Linked DNA regions of Mus musculus: all the other regions are linked to region 3. The links are chromatin contacts, called in public HiChIP or PLAC-seq and promoter capture Hi-C maps. All regions are on one chromosome and are shown on one strand. Each heading gives the region's core, a stretch centred on a gene start, on an enhancer-like site or on the middle of the called end of the contact. The rest is flanking DNA. Distances are from core to core; before and after follow the strand shown. Region 1 has its middle 22 kb from the start of Arntl. Region 2 holds the start of Arntl (aryl hydrocarbon receptor nuclear translocator-like). Region 3 holds the start of Micalcl (MICAL C-terminal like). Region 4 holds the start of Galnt18 (polypeptide N-acetylgalactosaminyltransferase 18).

What was found. Promoter capture Hi-C pulls out the DNA fragments that hold promoters and counts their contacts. HiChIP or PLAC-seq counts read pairs in DNA pulled down with a chosen protein or histone mark.
Region 1: a FOXA1 HiChIP or PLAC-seq map of pancreatic cancer cells shows a contact between it and region 3. The contact joins the enhancer-like site here to the promoter of Micalcl in region 3. A contact is called at or near these places in 3 of 39 promoter capture datasets (the 3T3-L1 cell line, cranial neural crest and hippocampal neurons), 1 of 15 datasets of contacts at CTCF or cohesin (large pre-B cells), 4 of 115 datasets of contacts at active chromatin or transcription factors (embryonic basal ganglia, extraembryonic endoderm stem cells, pancreatic cancer cells and 1 more) and 1 of 9 other capture datasets (adipose tissue).
Region 2: an H3K27ac HiChIP or PLAC-seq map of trophoblast stem cells shows a contact between it and region 3, with 10 times the contacts expected there. The contact joins the promoter of Arntl here to the promoter of Micalcl in region 3. A contact is called at or near these places in 3 of 39 promoter capture datasets (the 3T3-L1 cell line, cranial neural crest and hippocampal neurons), 1 of 484 Hi-C or Micro-C datasets (cortical neurons) and 9 of 115 datasets of contacts at active chromatin or transcription factors (astrocytes, embryonic basal ganglia, embryonic forebrain and 6 more).
Region 4: a contact with region 3 is called in a promoter capture Hi-C map of pre-B cells, with 10 times the contacts expected there. The contact joins the promoter of Galnt18 here to the promoter of Micalcl in region 3. A contact is called at or near these places in 9 of 39 promoter capture datasets (the 3T3-L1 cell line, the C10 cell line, the HPC-7 cell line and 5 more), 1 of 15 datasets of contacts at CTCF or cohesin (pro-B cells), 21 of 484 Hi-C or Micro-C datasets (B cells, the Ba/F3 cell line, CD4 T cells and 14 more), 1 of 115 datasets of contacts at active chromatin or transcription factors (astrocytes) and 2 of 9 other capture datasets (adipose tissue and liver).

Annotation. Positions count from the first base shown.
Region 1 is chr7:113,183,876-113,186,633 of GRCm38.p6, reverse strand. It overlaps a transcript of Arntl not described here. Among named protein-coding and RNA genes, the nearest start is that of Arntl, 22 kb to the left of the region's middle. Within about 2 kb of position 1,408, at least 108 of the 459 cell types and tissues checked have an H3K27ac peak or open chromatin away from gene starts, as enhancers often do. A contact at or near this core is called in adipose tissue, extraembryonic endoderm stem cells, pancreatic cancer cells and 1 more, where this site is marked.
Region 2 is chr7:113,206,017-113,208,890 of GRCm38.p6, reverse strand. It overlaps Arntl (aryl hydrocarbon receptor nuclear translocator-like), which reads right to left and starts at 1,426. Exons shown (of 20, transcript NM_007489.4): 1 at 1,247-1,426.
Region 3 is chr7:112,373,339-112,376,152 of GRCm38.p6, reverse strand. Micalcl (MICAL C-terminal like) reads right to left here and starts at 1,296. Exons shown (of 10, transcript NM_001381862.1): 1 at 784-1,296; 2 at 64-138.
Region 4 is chr7:111,778,627-111,781,472 of GRCm38.p6, reverse strand. Galnt18 (polypeptide N-acetylgalactosaminyltransferase 18) reads left to right here and starts at 1,496. Exons shown (of 11, transcript NM_001360903.1): 1 at 1,496-2,160. The coding sequence starts at 1,926.

The DNA of each region.
Region 1 (2,758 bases), core at 159-2,658, 810 kb before region 3:
CGGGAGTGGACACATCATCACTGCTCAGTAAGCAGGGGGTAAAACCCCACCCCTGCTGACAATAATAAACCCAGTAGGAGGAGGGCCAACCCCCTTCCCAACAACTCAGCAAAAGAAACAGATCTGGTTGTTCTGCCCCTCGGGTGTCACGGCTCAGAGTGTCATCGGATGGGCTCAGAGGCTCAGCCCATCCCAGCAAAATGATATACAGGTGTCCTTTTATAATTCCAAAGAAAAATAGAGGAGGCACTAATGTTTTGCTAAACCCTATAGCACAAAAGGTGGCTTTCCAGGCCAGCTAGGCCACCCTCACTGTCAAAACTCATTAGCCTTCTGGGTGAACTAGCTTGTCTTTTTTTAGGACCGGAAATCAAAAGGGAAGGCTCCCCTCCTATTCCAGGCGTGCCGGAGGAATTACTCATGCCCCTTAACCTATGACTCACACAGGAGTCTAGGAGAGTGTTTCCAAAACAGGCCAACAATTAGAAAAACAAAGCAACTGATATGTGACAGATAGTTGCCCCATCTGGGTGGGTGGAGTGGGGTCAGTACCTAGGTGGGATGCGCTTTCCCAGAGCAGCCACTGGGCAGCAGACAACAGTGGGCAGAAATTGGGACAGTCTCTGGAAGTAGAGATCCATGCTTGTTTTCAGAGTTGTGAGGGGTTCAAATTCACTGACTTTGTGAGTGACTTGAAATTATGGCATCTTTCTCTCCAAAAGTCTCAAGGGACCAGCGTGCCATCTCAACGTGCTGTCTGGCTATCTGCAGGTTCTGGCTGTTCCTCTGAATGGCAGAGGCTTTCCCAAACTGAAATATTAAGTCAGTGAGAAAGCACAGCTTAGGAAATAGCTCAGTTGGGAGTGGATAGTCTCCGGGGCAGGTGAGAGGTCGGCTTTTTTGTGGCTTCTCTGGGAAGGACTCTGAAGCCAAGTCTTAGCTCTGTCTCAGCTGAAGGCTTCTCCTTGGCAGGGCTTGGGGGTGTGCAAGGGCATCATCAGGTCATGGCCTCACTACCCAGAGTCTCATCCCTGGAGATAGGGCAGGTCCACGGGGTAGTGGGGGATGAGCAGTGATGGATGGCTCTGCTTTCTCTGCTGCACTGATCTAAAGTCAATGATATAAGAGACCAGGTTGGGGGCTAACGGGGAAGATCTGGACGAAGATCTACAGAGGGTCTCAAACAAGAGTTTTGCCTAGCTTCTGCTATTTCACCCAGCAGCAGAAGGCTCTTCTGAAACCCAGATATGCTCACCTCTCTCCTCTCAGAGTCCTTTAAATTAAGGTACACACCCTCCCTTGAGAAAACCCAGTGGTATTTCCAGGCCAGGCTGTCCTACAGTCCTTGACACTGATAGACTCTCAGCCTCATTGCCAGCCATGCCCTGGACCTCTAACCACATGGTCCAGCTGCTTCCTGGAAGCATTGGTGGTTTCAGGCTCTGTATCTTTCCTTCACACTGTCCCTTCAACCTGCAGTGACACTCTGTGGACCTAGAACACTGCTCTCCTGCTCAGGCAGGGTCAGCTTCTTTGGCACTTTCCACTGGTCACTGGGTTCATGGCTCCCTGGCTGAGCTCTGCCAGCCTTTCTGACAGCCATACTTGCCTTGTACAGGACTAGTTTGTACGATCAGTTCTCAGGGTTGGGGGGCTTGAAATTCCCCAGGAAGGAGCTGCAATTATTCCATCTTGGACTTTGGAAAAGCTTACAGCATTGAATGGCATGGGGGAGGGTCTTCTTTGTTCTGTTCAGAGTGGATAAAAGTTTTAGGGAATTGTGACATGGTGGTCTGGGTGTGGTCCTCCTTGTACATGCCAGTGTGGCTTTCCATGTGCATCACAAAGATTTACTCAATTTTAAGAGGATAACAGTTTCAAGGTGCATCAATATCTGCATTTAAACTCAGAATAGAGTCTCTCTCTCTCTCTCTCTCTCTCTCTCTCTCTCTCTCTCTCTCAGTTTAGGGTAGTATTAAGTTTGTAATAATGTTAAGTACAAGTTACAGCAAGCCCACTAGTTAGCAGCTGTGTACAGGAGGTGGCCCCCAGGCCCCCTGCAGGACTAGGTGATCTATAGAGAGCCTTTAAGGGCAATTTTGAGTAGCATTCTGGAAAACGACTATACTCTTTTTAGCCCTGTACCGTGCTCCTCTCCCTGCCCTGAAAGTCTCTGTCCTTCCCTGTAACTCCTCATCAGATTGGTGCTAGGTGTCCTCCAAGCTGCAATGTAGACACTGCCTGGACAAGCCTCCCCGGGTGCATATCTCAGCTCTGGAAGAGCGGTCTTCAACACCCTCACCAATGATTTAACATAAGTTACCACTCTTGTCTGCCTCTCCCATTGCCCTGAAAACAATGGAAGGACTAGGACTCACCTGGGGTTTGTTCTGCACTGTGAAGTTTAAATTTTACTTTTTAAAATTATGTATGTGTGTGCATGTGTGTTTGAGCACACACGCATGCCATCAGAGGGTGGAAGGGGACATCTGATCTCTTAGAACGAGAGTTACATGTGGTTGTGAGTCACCCAAATGAAACCCGGGTCCTCTGCAAGAGCAGTATGTACTCCTAACCACAAATCTTGTGTGTACAAAAACGGGTGTTCCTGTGTATGACACAGTGCACATGCGGAAGTCAAATGCTCCACCTTGTGTGAGCCGGGTCTCTCTTGGTTTTTACCTACACATGTAGCAGGCTAGCTGACCTACAAACCCTGGGTGATTCATCTGTCTCCACCTCCCATCTTATGACAGCA
Region 2 (2,874 bases), core at 177-2,676, 830 kb before region 3:
GGCAATACTGGTACTGTCAAAAAGTAATTGGTCGTGATTACAGTCTCTGATTTTTGGAAGTTAGGTGAGAAAACTTGATTAATGATTTCTTACTTTAAAAGTAGCAACTTAAGACAGGAGAGGAGCCAGATCTCAAGGGGTCAGAGGGTCAAAACTAGGCTAAATGTAGGGAAAGGACTGGAGAAGGTGCACCCCGAACAGGTAAGGGGCGATCATGTCAGCTTGGCCAGCGCAACTCTGACAGACACACACACCGGTGTCCAACGCACTCATTTCCGAACACAACCCGCTACGCGACCCCGGGGATGGCTTCCATGTGCGCCCCGAGTCTGCCTAAAATTCTATCTTTGACTTCTCCCTGCAAACCCGAGCACCCCAAGCTGTCTACACTGGGGTAATCTCCAGTGGAAACCTTCCTCTTCCCCGATTATCTGTCAAACCCGCATCGGAGTGAAGCCTCTGCTGCGCACTCCTTGGGTCTCTGACGCCTACCGGGCACAGGGCACAGTCCCCACGCCATCGGGTACCTACTCCCAGACCCAACGGGGAAGACACATCCTCCAGGACCACCCAGGTACCGGACAGCGCAGGCCCGACGGCTGTCCGTGGGCCTGGTCCAAGCCAGCCAGGGGATTCCCGGGGTCCGCGCCAGCCCCAAGACAGGCCATAGGGACGTACCAGTACGGACTCCCCGACTTGACGGAGACGCCCTCCCCGCCCCCACCCGGCTCCCGAGGGAGAAGTGTAGAAGGGTTGACCAGGCAAGCGCCGCATAGCATCGTTCTGCCCGCGTCCCGGCCATCTCCTCGGGGATCCAGAAGCTCCCGGGGATGTATCCCGGAGCTCTTCCCAGGTTCGGGTCATTGCTGCCACCCGGTACTGCTGTCTCTTTAAGAGGCCGCTGGCCGCCCCCTCCCGAGCCAGGTGGTGATGCCCGCGCGGGGAAGGTGGGCGCACCCGCTGACAGCGTCCCAGGGTCCCCCCAGTCCTCCCCCGCCCGCTGTGCAGCCCAGGCGGGGAAGATGGGGGTGCGCGGGAGCGGCGCCTTTAAGGGGCGCAGCCTCCCCGAGGCTAGGTGGGGGCTGGGAGCCGCACGGGCCCTTTAAGGCCGGCAGCGGGCACGTCGGGCAGGGCTCCCGGCGGCCCGGCTGCGCCGCGGGCGGGGGCGGTGCGCCCGCCCGGGAACTCGCGACCCCCGACGGGACGCCCCGAGACGGCTGCTGCCCGCAGCCATGCCGACACTCACCGTGGCTCGCTGCGAGCGCCCGCGCCCGCACCCGCACTCGGATCCCGCGGCGGCGGCGGCGGCAAGTCCGGCGCGGGTAAACAGGCACCTCCGTCCCTGACCTACTTTCTGCCTTCCCTAAATGTCGCACCACTAACCTACTTTCCGACCAATCCGCTCCCCGCCGGCCCAGGCCCGGCCCCCCGCCCACCAATCGCTGTGCCCAACCCCCCTTCCCCGCCCACCAATGGAGGAGCCGCGCAGCCCGGATACCTGCCTCTTCCCGTTAGCCAATCAGAGAGAGCGAACGGAGTTGTCTTGGCGGACAACCCAAACCAATTCGCGTTCTGCTCTGCGTTAGGCTAGCCAATCGAGTGACCGATAGGAAAGCCTCTGACCAATGGCAAGACGGCAGGGCTGGTTTACCTGCTACTTTCCCTTCACCAATCATTTGGCGCACAGAAGCACACGCCCCGAGGAGTGGACCAATTGGCACGCTCTGTGGATTTCTTGCCCCAGCCCTCGGTTTTCCCCCTCAGGTCTAAAGCTCGCTGAGGCCACTGCGTTGCGGACTCTGCGAGCTCGCCGTTGTCCCCTGCTCCTCAGCCGCGTCCCTGGCTAGTGACTGCCTCTCAGCTCTCCCTCCTCCTCCGTCCCCTTCCTGGCTCGCAGAACACTGAGAAAACGCCGCATCTCTTCGCCCATCCCTCTCCAGCTCCATCTAGGAAACCACATTTTAGGAACACAGAGTGACAGAACCTTCCTGAAACCCCTGGCTTGTCCTAGTCGGAACCACAGCGCTAATAGCTAGCGCATTTAGAAGACTTTTCCTTCCGACGACTAACCGGATCGCGCGTTCTTTTTTTTTTTTTTTTTTTTTTTCTCTTGACCTCCAAGCGTCCAGTGGAGCTGTCATTCCCGATCGGAAGAGAAGTCTCCCGGGGGTGGTGGCGTAGTCTGTAATTCCAACCCTCAAGAAGCTGAGGCAGGGGCATAATCGCGAGTACTGAGCTAGCCGGGGCCACAGGGTGAGACCTGAGCAAGATTCTATTACATGTTATGGACATGGCCCTAGCAAATGTACTTTGCAAAAGTATCAAAGGAGCGGGAAAGAAAGAAAAGTTGCAAAGTTGTTTGTTTGGGTGGTTAGTTGTTCTGTTGTAGCCCTAGCTATCCTGGAACTCCTGTAGATCATCAAGCTGGCTTTGAATCCAATTCACAGAGATCCGCCTGCTTTTGCCTCCCGAGGCACCACCTGCTCAGAGATTTATTTATTTATTTTTAAAGAAAGAGACAGAGAGAGGGGAGGAAGAGGAGGGAGGGAGAAATAGAGAGAGAGGGGGAGAGGGAAAGAAGTTGTCTTGTTTCTACCTTCAAACAACTGGCAAACCTTCTAAATGTTAAACTTCCTGATAGCAAGGCCACTTCGTCCTTTTTGAACCATGTGTGCTCCCTCCCCTTTAGCATGTGCTGGAGGGGCCTGGGTGGGGTGTTGGGGATAGGGCTGACACCCAGAAAGTACTCTGCAAATGTGGGCTGGATCCATGAACAAATGGGATCAAAACACTCGACTCACTTATGTGAAGTGGACCAGCTCGTGTGACTATAGAATGAATTCTAGACAGGCAGGTTCCTGGGACACAAGGCAG
Region 3 (2,814 bases), core at 47-2,546:
AGATACCATGTAAGGAATGAGCGAGACTGCCCTCCCCCACCCCTCCCCCTGCCCATGACTCACTGGACTGGAATCTTCTTCTCCAGTTCTGGTATTTGCTTGGAGTTGGAGACTGGAGGCTATGGGCCCGCTGCAGAGCTGAGGAGGGAGTAAGAGACCATTAGCTGTGTAGGGGAGGAATTTGTCTCCCATGGCTTACTCACCAAAAGTTAGCAGGAAGATGCTTAGGATGGGCGGAGACACTTCTTATCATAGTGTACTTCTCTGACCCCCCTCCCATTATTCATTAATTCATTCATTCATTTACTCACTCACTCATTCATACACACGTCCATAAAATAATTATATAGGAGGCTGGGGAGATGGTTTGATTCCCTGCAACCCAGATGAAATGCTGGGAGCAGGAAGGAAAGCCTTCCCCAGGAAAGGGCACATTAATGAGTTGCCCAGTGCTAACTGGTCAGGCCTGGAGACACATACTAGTAACACTATATAAACAAGACAGGTTATTTTTAGAAATATATCTGTATGATACAAATACATATATGCATGCAATAGCAATTAAGGAAAAAGGCCATGATTTCAAGTAGAGGAGGGAGAACTGTCTAGGAGAGTCTGGAGGGAGGGAAAGAAAAGGAGAAATGTTGTAATTAGATTCCAATCTCAAAAAGTAACCTGGCTGTAGAGGCATGTGTCTGTAATGGCGGTAGTCCTACAGTGAGATGGGAGAATAGAAACATCAGGAGAGACCCTGCCCCAATAAAGTAGAAAGTGAGAACTGACTCCTGGAAGTTGGGTTCCTGCGGAAGCACTTTTGCAGGGCCCTGTGTGCTTCCCCTCTGCCTGGCTGGGCCTTGAGCACAGGCACTGGCCGCCCCGAACCTCAGAACAGATGTGGCATCCAGCTGCATCCTGTTCCTGTGCAGGGCTCTCAGGCACGGGCCCCCGTGCTTCCATCATAGAGAAAGGAGGGGCGTGAGCGCACATGTGAGGGGCAGAAGGTAGAACTGGGAGGTATGGGGGAGGAAGAGACCCCCAGGAGGGGTCTGGGTGTGGGAGAATGAACAGGGAAGGTTCGAACACAGAACTCTTTGGATCCAACACCTCTCCAGTGAATGTTCTCTCACCTCACTTAGACATCAGCCCACCCCTGTGAGATCCCACCCCTGTGAGATCCCACCCCTGTGAGCTGACTTGAGCACTGCCATGCCAGCCACTACCTGGGTTTCCTTTCTCAGGACCAGAACCTTCAGCTCCTTAGGGTCTCTGCTTTAACCTCAGTGGGATAGTGGAACTGATGGCTCAAGTGCCCCACTGGTGGTAATAGGCCACGTAGGCATAGTTTCACCATAGTGAGGTCATAATATAATAAGAGTCCTAGGTCAGAGGCCCGGCTCCATGGGTTCTGTGAAGCTTGGGTCGAGACATGTCCCAGGAGGCTCAGGTATTTGAATGCTTGGGCACTGAGAGGGCTGGACTCGGAGAATGTATAGCCTCACCCTTCTTCCCGTTCACTTTCTGCTTTGTGTTTGCTATTGGAGAGGTGAGCTCCCAGCTTCTTGCTCTGGCCGCCACCGCTGCTTGCCGCCTGCTGTCAGGCCTCCGTGCCATGCTGGACTCTCATCCCTCTGGAACCGTAAGCCCAAATAAATCCATCCTTTTCTAAGTTTGTCCTGGCCATGGTGTTTTACCCATATGTCAAGCTTTTCCCAGAGAAAGTGAGCAGACGCCATTGTGAAAATGCAGGTTAAGTATTTTAAACACCACAAAGCAAGCATTTGAGCCCATCTCTGGAGTGCTGATGTGAGCTCTGGGTTTAATAGACAAAGATCTGGGTCAGGAGGCAAGAGAACAAAGTCCAGGTGGGGCTGGTTAATCAGTGTTTTGTTCTGGCTCTGCACAGTGACTAGAAGAAACATCTTAGTGCTTGAGAGAACAGGCCACGCCCTTCTCATGATCATGGAGGCTGGGGGTGGGCTGTGTGCGATCTCATCACCGTGACCGTTTGCCATGCTCTGCTGCTCTGAAATCTAAGGAGTGACTGTAGGTTAGAACAGTGACTGGAAACCTGTAGACTTCTTTGGGGGCCTGGAACAGGACTCTATAAGGGCTAAAAGTAAGCCAGGATCACTCTCTTCTTTATGCCTTCAACCTTGGCAGGTGGGAGAGATGGGGCGGGTATCACTTAGTTCAACACAGACGCTTCTGAAGTGATTGACACTCAGGAGTCTGGCCCAAAGCTTGGACAAAGACAGAAGCAAATTCAGGTAGAAAGGCCGGGTTTCCTTGCTCTGTATCAGCCTGTGGGCCCAAGTGAGCAGCAGCATTGGTCTCCTAATTTTGAGATTATAATATAAGCACATCATCTCTCCCTTCCCTTTCCGCCCTCTGGACTGTCCCATGTTCCTGTCCTTGCTCTCTTTCAAATTCATGGCCTCGGTTTTCCCCCAATAATTGTTGTTACACACACACACACACACACACACACACACATTCCTAAATATAACCTGCTCTGTTTGTATATTACTCGTATGTGTGTTTTCAGGGCAATGGGGTCTTGTGTTCTTCCCACTCTTTCTTCCCCTCTCAGCACGCCTTAGTTGACTCCAGTTCTTTGTGTAGGGTTGAGTCCACATGGGCTTTCCCCCCACCCACGTTGGCATGTGGATGTCCTAACTCGGCTTCCGTTTAGGTAGTCATGTTGGTGAGACTTCATGGATGTAGCATCTGACATGACTAGGAAACACAATCTCATTGAAAACATCCCAGTTCTCTGGATCTTACAATCTTCCTGCTCCCTCTGGATTCAGCACT
Region 4 (2,846 bases), core at 247-2,746, 590 kb after region 3:
TGAACTGAGGGCCAAAGATAAGAATCTATGTTCAAGAACCATTTATAAAGGGAGCTTGCAGAGATACTGGGGCCTTTGACCTTGTAATTCTGCAGAGGGTGGTGAGTAAATGCCTACACAAACCCCTCCCATGCCCCTGTTTCTAACCAAGGTTTTGGGGATCTTGAGTTGGAATCTGAGGGTATGTGGGGCAATCAGGCCCAGCAGCATTCCTTCTATCAGCCCCTGTGGCTGAATTGCTGATGGTAAAGAAAGACATTCAAGCAGAAAGCCAATGAGGTGGAACCAAGCCAGCTAGAGGACAAGCTCCTTCTTGCTGCCCACAGCCTTAGACTCTGTAGCTTCCAGTAGGGGAGAAGAGCTGAGAGTGGTCAATAGAAAAATCAAGGTTTGCTGAGCAGCCAGGTGGTGTTCTTGGACCCGGGAAGGGAGGAACTGCATCCTGGAATGATAACCACAGGAGCCTGGGCACCCACTGTGTGTCCTGTCCTAAGCCCTTTTGGTATATCCTCTCATTTAATACTTATAAGCAGGAAGGTATTGTTGATATTTGATAGATGGGGGAAATGTCTCTTATGGTGTTCTGACCCTTGCTCAAGCTCATGTAACTAACACATACAGGAGCATCAAACCCAGGAGCCTCTCTCTCTCTCTCTCTCTCTCTGTGTGTGTGTGTGTGTGTGTGTGTGTTTCTACATCCTCTCTCCAGAAAGGCTCTGTCGACCACTTGATAGCCATGAACACTGAATGTGTGGGAATTATACAAGTCATGGAGAATTGCATCCTCTTGTCCCAATACTGCGTATAAGGCTTCCTTAGACGTGGGGTGTAGTGATATCCATAAGCAGTAACGGCTCCCAGAGCATGAATTCGTCCAGGGAGCTGCATAGTGCATAGATGTGACCAACGATTGCAGAGACACCCTCACTATTCACTATGCCTCTCCTAGAGATTTCCGGAAGGCATTTGGTGACACCCGGGAGACCAACAGAGAGAGGCAGAGTAAAGGCTCAAGAAGCATAAGGTGTGGACATTATGAGGCCTAGCCACTTGTATGGTTTGAGTCTCCATTATCAAAAAGGAGATGGAGGCGAGGAGTCCGTTTTTTCAGGTGGAAAAGCAGAATGCCCTCAGTTGGGGAAGGTGAGGGTATAGGAGCATCTTGGTCCCCAAAGCTTGGGCTTCTTAGCGGGAGCGCGAGCGGGGAATTACTCTAGAGGTGGAATCTGCCGGCCTGGGCGGGGACTGGAGGTTCCTGATCTGCAGGCCCTAGGGTGGCCCGAGGGCGCGGGAGACTCAGCTGTGTCCGGACCGGAGCCTGCTGCCAGCAGGTGGGGCGCGGGGCGGGGCTCCGCCCCCTGGCCCCTCCTCGTTGGTCCGCAGCCGCCCAGTCCCGACCCTTTTCCAGAGCCAGAGCGCGATTGGTGGCGGCGCTTGTCGCTCGGAGGGGGCCGGGCCGCTCTGCTTCGCTCCTCTGGTCGCAGCCACAGCCGCGGTTCTCCTGAGCGGCGAGCGGAGGGCTGGTGGCATCTCCCAGGCAGCCAGCACTGGAGATGGAAAGCAACGCGGCTGGGCCCTGGCAGTGACAAAGTTTCCCAGCCCTGCAGGTCTCGTCTCGCCACTGCCGGCCACCCGTGACCGCCTAGGGAAAAGCTCGGGGATTTTGAATTTGCGGGGGAAAAGCCCAAAACAAAAATCTAGACCCACCTCGTTTTCTTTGTGGAGCTCTTTCTCAGGGTGGCCAGCGGCCGGAGCTGCAAAGTTGTGCGCCGCAGCTCACACTGCCAGGAGACCCGCCTTTGGAGAGACTTAGGTGCTGGCGCACCCAGAGACCCCAGACGTGCCAAGGGGGTTGAGCGCGGGGGAGTTTGGGGTGTACAGCGAGGAGGGGCCCCGGGTGCTCTATATGGAGGAAGGACCCCAGAATGGTGTGTACCAGGAAGACCAAAACTTTGGTGTCCACTTGCGTGATCCTAAGCGGCATGACCAACATCATATGCCTGCTGTACGTGGGCTGGGTCACCAACTACATCGCCAGCGTGTATGTGCGGGGGCAGGAGCCAGTGCCCGACAAGAAGCTGGAGGAAGATAAAGGGGACACCCTGAAAATTATCGAGCGGCTGGACCACTTGGAGAATGTCATCAAACAGCATATCCAAGGTACAGGCGTCCTGAGAAACTTGAGCCAGGCGCGAGGCCCGGGAGTGCCCAGTGTGTTCTGCTTGTGGGATGCGCTGGGGCCAATGCGTAGGAGACCAGCGATTGCAGGGAGGGCTATAGGTTGGCAGCTACGTGGTTGGAGGGATTGCAAGGACTGGTGTCCTGGATCTTTTGTGTCTGCCGCCCTGTGAGTCTTCCCTGTGTACGCGTGTGCACAGGTGGTGTGTGTGTGTGTGTGTGTGTGTGTGTGTGTGTGTGTGTGTGTGTGTCTGTGTGTGTGTGTGTGTAGCTTGCTGTCAGTATGGGGACGCGATGTGCACGTGTCCAAACGTGCGTATGATTCCAGGGTGCTCCTTTCCAGGATCGCAGGATCTCACACTAGTCCGGGAGTGTGTCTGACTGGATGTTTGTGCTTCCAAGAGAGAATGTGAGGGCAAAAGAGCTTATTTGCCGGGCTTGTAAGGGACAAGAGAAATGCCTTGTATGACTCTAACTGTGGGTTTTAAGGAGCAGCAAGCTTCAAGACAAATGCGGAGTAGAAAATTACATCGGCCCAGTATTGGCTCCAGCCTCAGTCAGTCTCAGTAGGACTGGGACTGCAGGGGGCATCTTAAGTAGAAAACTGTCCCCACCTAGAGCACACCTGCCTATCCAGGATCCTCCCCTAAGGAGCAGGTGTCAAACCC